Regions from separate parts of the Mus musculus genome. Here region 1 is linked to region 2. Evidence: chromatin contacts called from public capture Hi-C data. All regions are on one chromosome and are shown on one strand. The core of a region is the stretch at or near the end of the contact, and the rest is flanking DNA. Distances in the headings are between cores, read along the strand shown.

What was found. Capture Hi-C pulls out chosen DNA fragments and counts their contacts.
Region 1: a contact with region 2 is called in a capture Hi-C map of macrophages, with 5 times the contacts expected there. The contact joins the promoter of Smad6 here to the promoter of Calml4 in region 2. A contact is called at or near these places in 1 of 39 promoter capture datasets (cranial neural crest) and 1 of 9 other capture datasets (macrophages).

Annotation. Positions count from the first base shown.
Region 1 is chr9:64,019,976-64,025,536 of GRCm38.p6, reverse strand. It overlaps Smad6 (SMAD family member 6), which reads left to right and starts at 3,478. Exons shown (of 4, transcript NM_008542.3): 1 at 3,478-5,332. The coding sequence starts at 4,513.
Region 2 is chr9:62,854,888-62,860,711 of GRCm38.p6, reverse strand. It overlaps Calml4 (calmodulin-like 4), which reads right to left and starts at 2,608. Exons shown (of 5, transcript NM_138304.2): 1 at 2,551-2,608; 2 at 2,440-2,470. The coding sequence starts at 2,553. It also overlaps the pseudogene Gm10653.

The DNA of each region.
Region 1 (5,561 bases), core at 2,229-4,728, 1.2 Mb before region 2:
GTGGTCTTATTCTGATTCACACTGATGTGGGTGGCCTAGCCTGGCTACTTGGGATCTCTGCCCTTATGGGCCTTTATTTCAGGGGAAAGAACATGGAACTGTGCTGTTGTAAGTGGGGCAATACTGAAATGAGGAATCATGGAGTGCTCTGAGGAGAGAGAGGAAGGAGGGGACAGGTGTGAAGCTAAGGGGTCAGCTACTTCTTCCTGGGTGACTTCCTGCAACTGCAGAACCTTGACGATAGTTGCAGAACCTTGACGATGGGAGTCCAGCCTTCCTCCTTTGCCCTCTCTTCCTTATATCCCAGGGACTCCCAGCCTGGCAGTTTAGTAGGGTGGAGGTCAGAGCTGCCACTCTGCAGGTCTGTGCAGCTGGCCACCACTGCACACACCCTCTAGTGGTTATAAGGTGTGTCAAGTCCTGAGCTGGATGGGCCTGAGGAGGAGCAGCCCTCAGCTTTGGCAGCTGTCCCTAGCTGGCATGATGATTGCTATTCCCATTTTACAGAGGATAACCCACACTTACCCAGTTGGAGAAGTACCATAGTAGCATCAGTCCTAGACTCAGGCTTACCAGACTCTGGTTGTAGTGCAGGGGGCATCCTTTCTAGGCTACATTACCCCACCCTATATCTATCTCCTAGTGAACATGGGCCAAGAGGCTAAATTTTGCTTAAGTTAGCAGCCCTCTTATTTATTCCTTTATTTAATTGTTCGTTTCATGTGTGTTTGTGGTATATGTGTTGTGAATGTATATATATGCCTGAGGCCAGAGGTTGACATTGTCTGCTTGACTACTCTCCACCTTCCTTATTTATTTAGGAATGAGAGAGCTCCAGGAATCTGCCTCTGTTTGCCCCTCCCCCACAACCTCCCATATCTCAATTCTGGGTTTGCCAGCCAGCACTGCTGGGCCTCCCCCCCCCCCCCAGGGACCACTGGGCATCCAATTCAGGTTGTCATGGTGAACACTTTAGTGATATCCCATCTCTCCAGCGCCTAGCTTAAGGTAGCAGGCTTCTTAAGGTCCTGTTTTAGTCTCTCCTAGCCTGGTATACCTCAGGGAGAGATGCTTGTGCTCAGAGTAAGGAGCAGGAGGGACAGAAAGTCTCAACTCATACTCCTCACCAGGAGTAGGGATGTGGGGAGACTTCTGTAAGGATCCTCCCCTACTGTGAGGGAGGCCTTGCAGATTGTCTACAGGCAGGGAACTCTTTCAGGAGTCTTGGTGTCTTTGACACTCATACTTCTTTCTAGCTGGGTTCAAGTCCCACCCGATCAGGGATGACAAACTTGTGCAGGCTATTGTGTCCAAGGCCTTGGCACTCTATATAATGGTGGTTGCCAGCTACCCTCATCTCCAGAGTCTTGTAGTGGGGAGTTGTGGCCTCCGTATGAAATGTCCATCCAGCAGGTCTAATAGAGGCAGTACCATGCACCTTATTTGGGAAACCACACACCTAAAAGCGATGTTGTGACATCACATAGTTACATGCCTCTCCCTGCTGTTGGGGAGTGGGGGTGAGAACTTGGAGCTCTCTGGTTTTGGTGTCTTAGTGCTCTCAATAGGTTTCAAATTAAATGAGCAAGTTTCTGTGCCTCAGTTTCTCATCTGTACACAGAGAAAATAAAACCCATTAGCTGTTTAGGCTTGAAACTTCTGCTACCATGGTAAAGAGCTCAAAGCATCTGCTCTTATTGTAACCCAGAGGCAAGGCAACAAAATCTTCGTAAGAGAGAACATAATTGGCTTCTCTTTGTATTTATTATTTTATTTTGGGAGACTTTCGGAGACAGGGTCTTACGCAGGCCCAGGCTGGCTTCCAGGTCTCTGTGTAGCCCAGGAGAGCACTGAACTCCTGATTCTCTTTCCTCTACCTCCCAAGTGCTGTACTCATGGGTGTGCACAATCCTGTAGGCTCTCTTTGCGTTTTAGGATCATCAACTTCTTCAGGGATGAACGGAAGCTAAAAGACAAGTTTGTGTGGGCGCTTCTTGCCCACTTTTGATGTATGCACTTATTAGTAAGGATTTCCTAGAATCTTGAGAAACCAAGGCCAGGACAGCTACTCATATTCACCTTGGCCAAAATAGTGAAGGGTGGGTGTGACAATCGGCCCTGCAGCACTGGAGTACCTGGCTCCAGGTAAGACTCAGGGAAGTAGTCTGTATCTTTCCTACACACACGACCCTTCCCCCAGCGCACTTCCAGACCCGTTCCTGGACTTGCACACCACCTTCGCTACAGCAGTCCAGAGCACAGGTATCCTAAAGGGGATCACAAGTCCGCGCCCCATCCTCCCCACTCCGCCTCCCGCGGGGTGCGGCGTCAAGCCCCAGGCCAATGAGAGTAGCGGAATTTCTTTCATTGAGCTCGGGGCCCCGCTCCTGCCCGGAAAGGGGCGTGGTGCTGCGCCGGGGGTGGGGCCGCGGCGCGCCAGGGGAGGGCGGGGCCGGCCCTGCGGCTGGGCCAATCGGCGCCACGCCCGGGAGGGGGAGGGGGAACCAGGCCTTTTTTCCCCTCCGCGCGGGGCCAATCCTGACTTTACAAGCTTGAACTTTTGCCACCCTCGGACTAGCAAGCACGCCCGAGGAGGTACCCCGCCGCGCCGGCTCCAGGGCAGGAGCGGCCTTAACCCTTCCCATGCCGGGTCCCCAAGTCTGTCCCCAACTTGCCCCCGTTTTTATAGTGAAACATAACTGGGGAAAGCACGCCCCTCTATCACTCTCGAAGGGGCATAAGGTAAATCCTCGAAGGGAGAAGAAAGCGCCTGGCCTTGAGAGGAGCCTAGGACGCCAGGAGGGAGAGCCGGGGCGACCAGGAGGAGCCATCCAAGAGCACTCCTGCCTCTACCCCACCCTGTCCAAGTCCCCACCTCGGGCTATCCTGGAGCTCCCTCGATCACCCGCCCCCCAGTGTAGCCTAGGCGGAGAGACCCCTAATTTTGGGCAGGGGGTGCGTGGAGCCTTCATAGGACACGGAAGAAACCCGCTATCCCAACTTCGCCGCCGCCCCCCAACTCCCCAGAGACGGAGGGCAGGAAGGCGCACACACACGCCCATTTTTATTAGCCCGCGCTGAGGCTGGGGGTTTGGACTGACTCTAAAGTGCTATGCGCGTTTGCAAGTTTGGGCACAAGCCAGAGAGAGGCAAAGGGCCGCCTCGGAGTCCGGGTCGCGGTGGGTTCACCCAGCAGAGCTGGGCATCAGGGTGTGAGTGTTTGTTAGCGCGTGTGCGGGACGGCTGGTATCCGTGCCCAAGGCACGACGTGAGCTTGAGAGTGAGTCGCGGGCACTGTCAGCCTCGGGGCGGGGGTGCTGGGGCGGGCGAGGGGCGGGGGCCCGCGTTCGGCCCGCCCCGGGAACCAGCCCCCTCGGAGCCTCGGGCTCAGCAATGGGACGTGTTCTCCTTTAAGAGTTAAGAAACTTGAAACCTTGTTTGCGCAACAATCAGCGCCGCGGAGCCGCCAAAGTGTCTAGACTGGCATATGATGGGAGGCAGCCAATGACTCCGCGGCGCTCCTCCGGGGGCCCTCAGTGTGCGTTTGAGGAGAACAAAAAAGAGAGAGAGCGCCGAGAGGGGGAACGAGCGAGGGAGCTGAGTCCAGAGAAAGAGCCGCCGGGCGCTGCCTCGCCAAACCTCGCTGGGACCGCGGGGCCACCAGGAGGCACTTTGGTGAAGGGGGGGGGGGGCGACCTCGGCAGCCGCGGCGCCCGAAGCGACCCAGCGCAGCGTGGGGCGGGCTGCGACCTCTGCTTCGGTGGATTGCATTTTTAATTAAGGATTCCTAGCAGCTCTTTGGGATTTTTTTTTTCCGGCTTCCACTCATGTGTTGACACCCGCGTTCAGGAGAGACTTGCCCCAAGTGCACCGAGCGCCCGGGACCTGAGACGGAATTGCTTTTCGTGCGTGCAAAATCCAAGCATTTTGAGTTTTGTTTGGGACCTTTTTCTTGCTTTGCTTTTATTTCTATTTTTATTTTGTTGCAGGGATATGGGAGTTATCCACAAGCCTTAGTTTCGGATCCTGCAGGGAAAGCCCATGTAGCATAGCTTGGCTTTTGAAGGCAGAGTTGTGCAGACACATTTGGGGGCACGACGCAAGCGCTTTGTGCTCGTGTACCAGCCGCGCAACTTTTGAAGGCTCGCCGGCCCATGCAGGGTGTCTCTAGCATCGTTTCGCTGGTGGCTTCCCTAAGGCTCCAAAGCAGCTGGAGTTGAGCGGTCCCGGCCCATCGTGATCCATGTAGCCCGCTGGTCCCTCGCGGACTGAGGCTCAACACGCGCGTGTTCCCGGCCCGGCCCGGCCCGGCTTGGCCCGGCGCGAGCTCCCTCATGTTGCAGCCCTGCGGTGCCCCTTCGACGACAGGCTGTGCGCGGTCTGCACGGCGCCCCGCGGCAGAGCTTCATGTGGGGCTGCGGCCCGCTCAGCCGGCGCCTCGTTGAGGGAACGGACCCCCGGTAACCGGAGACCGCCTCCCCTCCCACCACCCCAGGCGCCAAAGGGTATCGTATGTTCAGGTCTAAACGTTCGGGGCTGGTGCGGCGACTTTGGCGAAGTCGTGTGGTCCCTGATCGGGAGGAAGGCAGCGGCGGCGGCGGTGGTGTCGACGAGGATGGGAGCCTGGGCAGCCGAGCTGAGCCTGCCCCGCGGGCACGAGAGGGCGGAGGCTGCAGCCGCTCCGAAGTCCGCTCGGTAGCCCCGCGGCGGCCCCGGGACGCGGTGGGACCGCGAGGCGCCGCGATCGCGGGCAGGCGCCGGCGCACAGGGGGCCTCCCGAGGCCCGTGTCGGAGTCGGGGGCCGGGGCTGGGGGCTCCCCGCTGGATGTGGCGGAGCCTGGAGGCCCAGGCTGGCTGCCTGAGAGTGACTGCGAGACGGTGACCTGCTGTCTCTTCTCCGAACGGGACGCAGCAGGCGCGCCCCGGGACTCTGGCGATCCCCAAGCCAGACAGTCCCCGGAGCCGGAGGAGGGCGGCGGGCCTCGGAGTCGCGAAGCCCGCTCGCGACTGCTGCTTCTGGAGCAGGAGCTCAAGACGGTCACGTACTCGCTGCTCAAGAGGCTCAAGGAGCGTTCGCTGGACACGCTGTTGGAGGCTGTGGAGTCCCGAGGCGGCGTACCGGGCGGCTGCGTGCTGGTGCCGCGCGCCGACCTCCGCTTGGGCGGCCAGCCCGCGCCACCGCAGCTGCTGCTCGGCCGCCTCTTCCGCTGGCCAGACCTGCAGCACGCAGTGGAGCTGAAACCCCTGTGCGGCTGCCACAGCTTTACCGCCGCCGCCGACGGGCCCACGGTGTGTTGCAACCCCTACCACTTCAGCCGGCTCTGCGGGCCAGGTGAGCGTGCGCAGGGTCGCCTCGACCTCCGACTCTACCGTCCTGTTCCCTTTCCCTTTCCCAATCTCTTTGTTGGATACACTAGGGATGCTCCCCCCCTCCCGACCGCCCCCCTCCCCCGGTACTGGGAGCCTGCAGGGGATTGAGGAAAGTTGAGGGCTAGATGTCTGCAGTTTCAGATGGTAACTTTATTTTGTGGCGCCGGCGAAGTGAGAAAGGGACACGTTCG
Region 2 (5,824 bases), core at 1,359-3,858:
TGGTTGATGGGAATTGAACTCAGGACCTCTGGAAGAGCAGTCAGTGCTCTTAACCTCTGAGCTATCTCTCCAGCCCCTCTTTTTTCTCTTAAGAATTTTAATACATTTTATTTTAGTTGAAGATTTATCTTAAGTATATGAGTACACTGTAGCTGAGCCATCTCTCCAGATCACTGTTTATTTTGTTTTTTTTTTAGTGTATATATGTGTGGGAGTCAGAGAGTATCTTGTGGGGGAGATGGTTCTTTCCACCATGTGCTGGGCTGGGAGGAACCCCCCCGCCCCCGGCTTGGGGGCAGGTGCCTTTATCTCTCCAGCCCCCATCCATCTCTTCAAACCTGCAGAGCCAGATTCCCTGGAGCTGGAATTCCAGGTGGTGTTGAGTCACCCAGCGTGACTGCAGGGAACCTATCTCCCTCTCTCAGGTGCTCTTAACTGCTGAGCCATCTCTCCAGCTGCCGCCTCCAACCCCCCTTCCGCCTTCTCCCTCCCCTCCGCCATCTGTCCAAGCTCTGGTCCTTTACAACGCTGGGATCCCTTCCTGGGTCACCAGAAGCCACCTCTGGAGCCTGCTGGACACTGTCCTGCATCACAGTGCTTGGTGGGCCCTCAGTACCTGCAGTCTTTTCTCACTATGCTAGACCAAGATAACAAGATCCCCAGAATACCTGGCTTGCCTGAGGACCCCGATCCTCAGTCTCCTTCACACACACACACACACACACACACACACACACACACACACCCCTCCAGTCCTCTCAGTGTGGCCCCACCCCTCATTCACTGCTGTCCATTCTGTCTTTCACTCTCCTTGATTGTGACCCCAAGAATGGGGGGTACCTTCCGGCCCCCTGCTCAGTTTTTAACACCTGGGGAAGGGCTGGCACAGGGCAGGGTTAGCACAGAGAAAGGACTCTTGCTGAAGTAAAGTAGAAGTGAGGTAAACACATCAGGATGCATCGTTGACCCTCTTCTCAGACAAGAAAACTGAGACTCAAAGGTGACTGGCCTGGGAGCTTCCAAAGCCCCATTCCTCGCCCAACCCTGTCCAGGCTTCCAACTCTAAACACTCATGGCCACCTTCTTGGTGTTAGACACTGGGATACAAAGAGAATTCGCCTTCTTCCTTTCTAGTTGTTTCAAAAGCCATGGGAGCGAGGGGGCAGTGAGTCCGTTGTCCAGACAGAGTAGGGGGACTGGTGAGGCTGACAGGTGGCCTCTAGCTTAGGTCCCCCCTTCAAAGACTTTACTTTCCATTGTGTGCACATGCACGCATACAGGTGCCCCAGGAGGCCAAAGGTTTCCTTTGCCCTGGGAGATGGAGTTACAGGTGATGGTGATCAGTTCTTGTATATGTACTGGGAACCAAACTTAGGTCTTCTGCAAGAGCAGTACAAATTCTCCCATAGTGGATTGTCCGCCAGCCCCTGGCCCCTAACTGTGGGCTAGGCTCTGTGTAGCAGAGTCTCCTCACTGTCCCCTCTGTTCTGGGCCTTAGTTTGGGGATAGGGAGTTGAGGAATCTAAGAGTAGGACCAATAGGCACACATCGCTGTCACTCCCTGCTCTAGACTGTACTCTAGTCATTTACATCTCTGGGATAGATCCTTGCTGGGGTAACCAGAAGCCACCCCTGTGGCCTGCTGGACAGTGTCCTGCACCAGAGCTCCGTGTCCCTGTGTACCTGCAGTTCTAGCTCACCGACAAGGTGTCATGTCAGCGGCAATGAGAAGGGGGTTACCAAGGCTGTTTCCCTCCTATGTTGGGGCAGGTGTAGGGGCTCAGCCTCAGGGAAAAGAGAGTTATCCCGTAAAGGGCCTGTGCTGCACTCTGGCCTCTCTGCCAGAAACTCAGCCACCAGATCCCTGGCCAGGTGTTTGCCAGGTCCTGTGTAACTTAATTCTGCCTTTCTGCTCTTGGGGAAACAGAACTCTGCTCTGTGGGAAGCCCAAGAACAAGGTGCCCACACTGAACTAGGCAGGAGGTGCCAGCTGAGCCCCTCATTTTACAGTCTAAGGTCCATAAAGAAATATCCTGCCCCAGCGTGTAACCCTGAGTTCTGTTGCCTGTCTACACTGACTACAAAGCCCCATCCCCCATCTCTGGTTCAATTACTATGTTAGTGACCTTTCTCCATGACCAGCCTCCCACCCAGACCCGTTTCCAGGCTCTCTGGAGCACTAAGCAAGCTCACTTTTATGACCCAGCTTGAAAGTCACACTGACATATAACAAGCCCTGGAAGTCAGTTAGTCGGTCTTCAGGGCCACCCCCAAACAGATAACCAGCTGCCCCACAGCACCTGGCCCCAAGCCTGTGGGTGGGCCAGCTGTCCACCCCTCGGGGCCTTCCTTCCTACCAACAAAACCCAGCAAAGCAAATTGCCTAATGAGACACACATTTTGTGGCGAATTACTAATTAAAGAACAAACCCAACCTACCATTAATTTGGTCCTGGGAAAGGAACTTGGCCTGTAGCAGAGAAAGAACAGTCAAGAGGGGGCTTCAGCGGGGGCCCTTCCCACCTCCTTCCGGCACAGCCCCTCACTCACCATCCTCAGGCTCCCCTTACTCCTGGAACTGAGTTTGGTTCTCTTTACTCCAGCTTGGAGTCGAAAGTCCAGCATGCTGGGCGGAGGCCTGGTAATAAATCCTCCGCTGCCACGGAGACCGGGCTCTATGCCATGAGAGTCAAATTCCGGCTGAGTAGTGGATGCCCCCACCGTCCTGAGAAGGGTGATTGTGAGGAAACCATTTACAGACTCTCCTGGAGGCCCCTGCCCCCGGAGGCTGGGGCTCTGCAGCAACTGGACAATTTGGGTGTTCCTTCTTGGAAGCCTAACTTCTGAAAGGGGGCTCCGGGTGGGGCTGACTCTGTCCTGGTCTGAGTCTGTCTTAGGAAGCTTTGCTCTCTCCCGAGGCTAAGCTGGGCTCCTTGCTGGAGCCAGATAGCACGCGCGCACACGCACGCGCGCGCACACACACACACACACACACACACACACACACACACACACACACACGGTCTCTCCAGAAGAAGCTATCCAAGGGAGCAGTGCTCAGAGACGCTTCAAACACAGCCTTGCAGATGCACTATGTCTGGGGACACGCTGAGGACCGTCCGTCTCTTGTATGCCTCAGTTTCCTCACCAGCTACGTTATGGGCTGCTAGGATAATCCAAAGGCCAATACACAGCCAATTCTACTTCCTAGGGGCTGGGGATGGTGTTGGGTGCTGGGGCTGAGTCTTAAGCTAGCCGCTCAGGGAACTTGGAGTTTGACCTGACCAGGCAGGAAGTTCCTCTCCCTTCCTCGTCTCGCCCTTTCCCGTATTATAATAAGCTGCTGACTCTGAATTTCTCAGCCCTCTATTCCTCTCCCCGTCCCCTGAGACAGGAAAAAGGGTGCCTCCTAGAACTGGTACTGGGCCCTGGGCATGACTAGGTTCTCAGGTTGGTCTGAAAGTCTCCTTTCCCTCATCCACACTCCTTGACTGGTTTGCCTACAAAGTGCTAAATCCAGCCTGGTCCAACTGTCAGTCACTGTGTGTGGTCACATAGCCTGTGTACTACACAGGGAGCAAGGGAGCAAATGAGAGCTACCAAAGGCTGCAGGTGCCAGAGGAAGAGAGTTAAGGTCTCCTGCTAACCCATCTGAGGGCACACAAACTCATGGCCTCCCTCTGGTCCTGACACCTCCATGTGGAATGGTTTTGTTTTTTCTCCTGAGCCATCTACCTCTTCTTACCTGCTTTAGATGTGAGAATCTTGAGGTTCTGACCCACTTTGTGGGGGGTAGGTATGATTTGGAGGGTAGGTATGGTTGGGGAGGCAAGATATGGTGGGGCCTAGGTATGGAGGGGTAGGTATAGTTGGGGGCCTAGGTTTGGTGGGGGGTGGGTATGGTGGGAGTGGGGAAGGCTGGGGGGACACAGTTTAGTTGTCATGGAAGAGCAAGGGAGGTAGGCAGTACTTTTTGACAGGTGGGTACAGAACTGAGGCCCCCAAATACCCTACCTCTGTGATGGGCTCAGAGGCGGGTGAGGCATCTTCTTGGGTTTTAGTAACTGAGTACTGGGGTCAGCCATGTGCCCCTAAGGGCATCCTGACACCTGTCAACTCTCCCTTCTTTTGTTGTTTGGTTTTGTTTCCATTGGTGTGTGGGTGTGTGTGGGTGTGCGTACGCGCATGCATGACCGTCCTAAATCATTTACTAGTATAGATTTTATGAACATTCTTTATATCATCACTAATGGAGCTGGAGAGTGCTCCAGGCTCTCCAAGTGTGTGGTGAGAAACACTCAAAGCATGTCAGAACTTGGTTTCCCTTTCAGAGACCAGAGCTCCTGTGGCCAGCAGACGGCAGTCCAGGCATCTCTTGGTGCTTATGCACTGGTTCGGTGATCCAGTGAGTGCCAGGATTTGTTCTGGTAACTTATGAAGTAGTGGGTCTGTGAGGAGAACCTCAAAGAACCTGTATGAAGCCTTCAGCCCCGTAAGAATTCAGGATGCTCAGAATTCACAATGGAGTCCAGCTCTCTCCACACAGTACTGAGGACCAGGCCATCTTTAGCTGGTTAAGCCTATGATGGATAGGTTTACTCTAAGTTGCACTCTAAGGAATTGGGTGTTCGCAGCCTCCACTGTGAACACAAAGTCCTGCATCTAATGTAGTTTTGCTTAGCCTCGTGAAGCTAATGCCCGGTGGAACACAGGGCATTGGTGATACGGCTAGCAGTGGGCCCTGAAGAAAGTGCATCATGCCAGGATGTCAGGTCACCTCTATAGCACTGGTCCTCCCCCTTCCTCGCCCTGAAACCCTCTAATGCAGTTCCTCATGTTATGGTGACCCACCTATAAAATTATTTTCATTGCTTCTTCATAACTGTAATTTTGCTACTGTGGTGGATCTGTAATCTAAATATCTAATATGCAAGATATCTGATCTCTGTGAAAGGCCCAAAGGGGTTACAACCCACGATTGAGAGATTGAGAACCACTGCTCTGTAGTCTGTACTTGTATGTGCATACCAGGGCTTGCCTGACGGCTGCCACCAGACAGAAAAGGTTTTTTGTTGTTGTTGTTGTTTTTTTTTTTTTTTTGGTTTTTCAAGACAGGGTTTCTCTGTGTAGCCCTGAACTCACTTTGTAGACCAGGTTGTCCTTGAACTCAGAAATTCGCCTGCTTCTGCCTCCCGAGTGCTGGGATTAAAGAGGCGTGTGCCACCATGCCTGGCCAGAAAAGTATTTCTAAAAAATATACTTTTAGGGCTGGAGAAATGGCTCAGCAGGTAAAAGCACTGACTGATCTTCTGAAGGTCCTGAGTTCAAATCCCAGCAACCACATGGTGACTCACAACCACCCATAATGAGATCTGATGCCCTCTTCTGGTGTATCTGAAGACAGCTACAGTGTACTTATGTATAAATCTTTAAATATATATACACACACACATATACATACTTTATGTGTATTTAAAGTGTATATATATATATATATATACACACACATATATATACATACACTTTATTTATGTGTATGTTTGCATGGCTGTGTGTATGTTTGTGTACAGATGCCCACAGTGACCATGAAAGGGAGTCAGATCCCCTGAAGGTGGAGTTGTAGGCAGTTGTGAGCCACCCTGCATGGATGCTGGAAACCAAATTCAGGTCCTCTGCACACACAGTAAATGCTCAGAGTCCTTTCTCCAGGACCCGTTTGTGTTGTGCTGAGACAGGATCCCAGTGGCTCAGGGAGCCCTCAAACTCACTGTATAATTGAAGATGGCTCTGAACTCTTGATCCTCCTGTTTCTACCTCCCAAGTA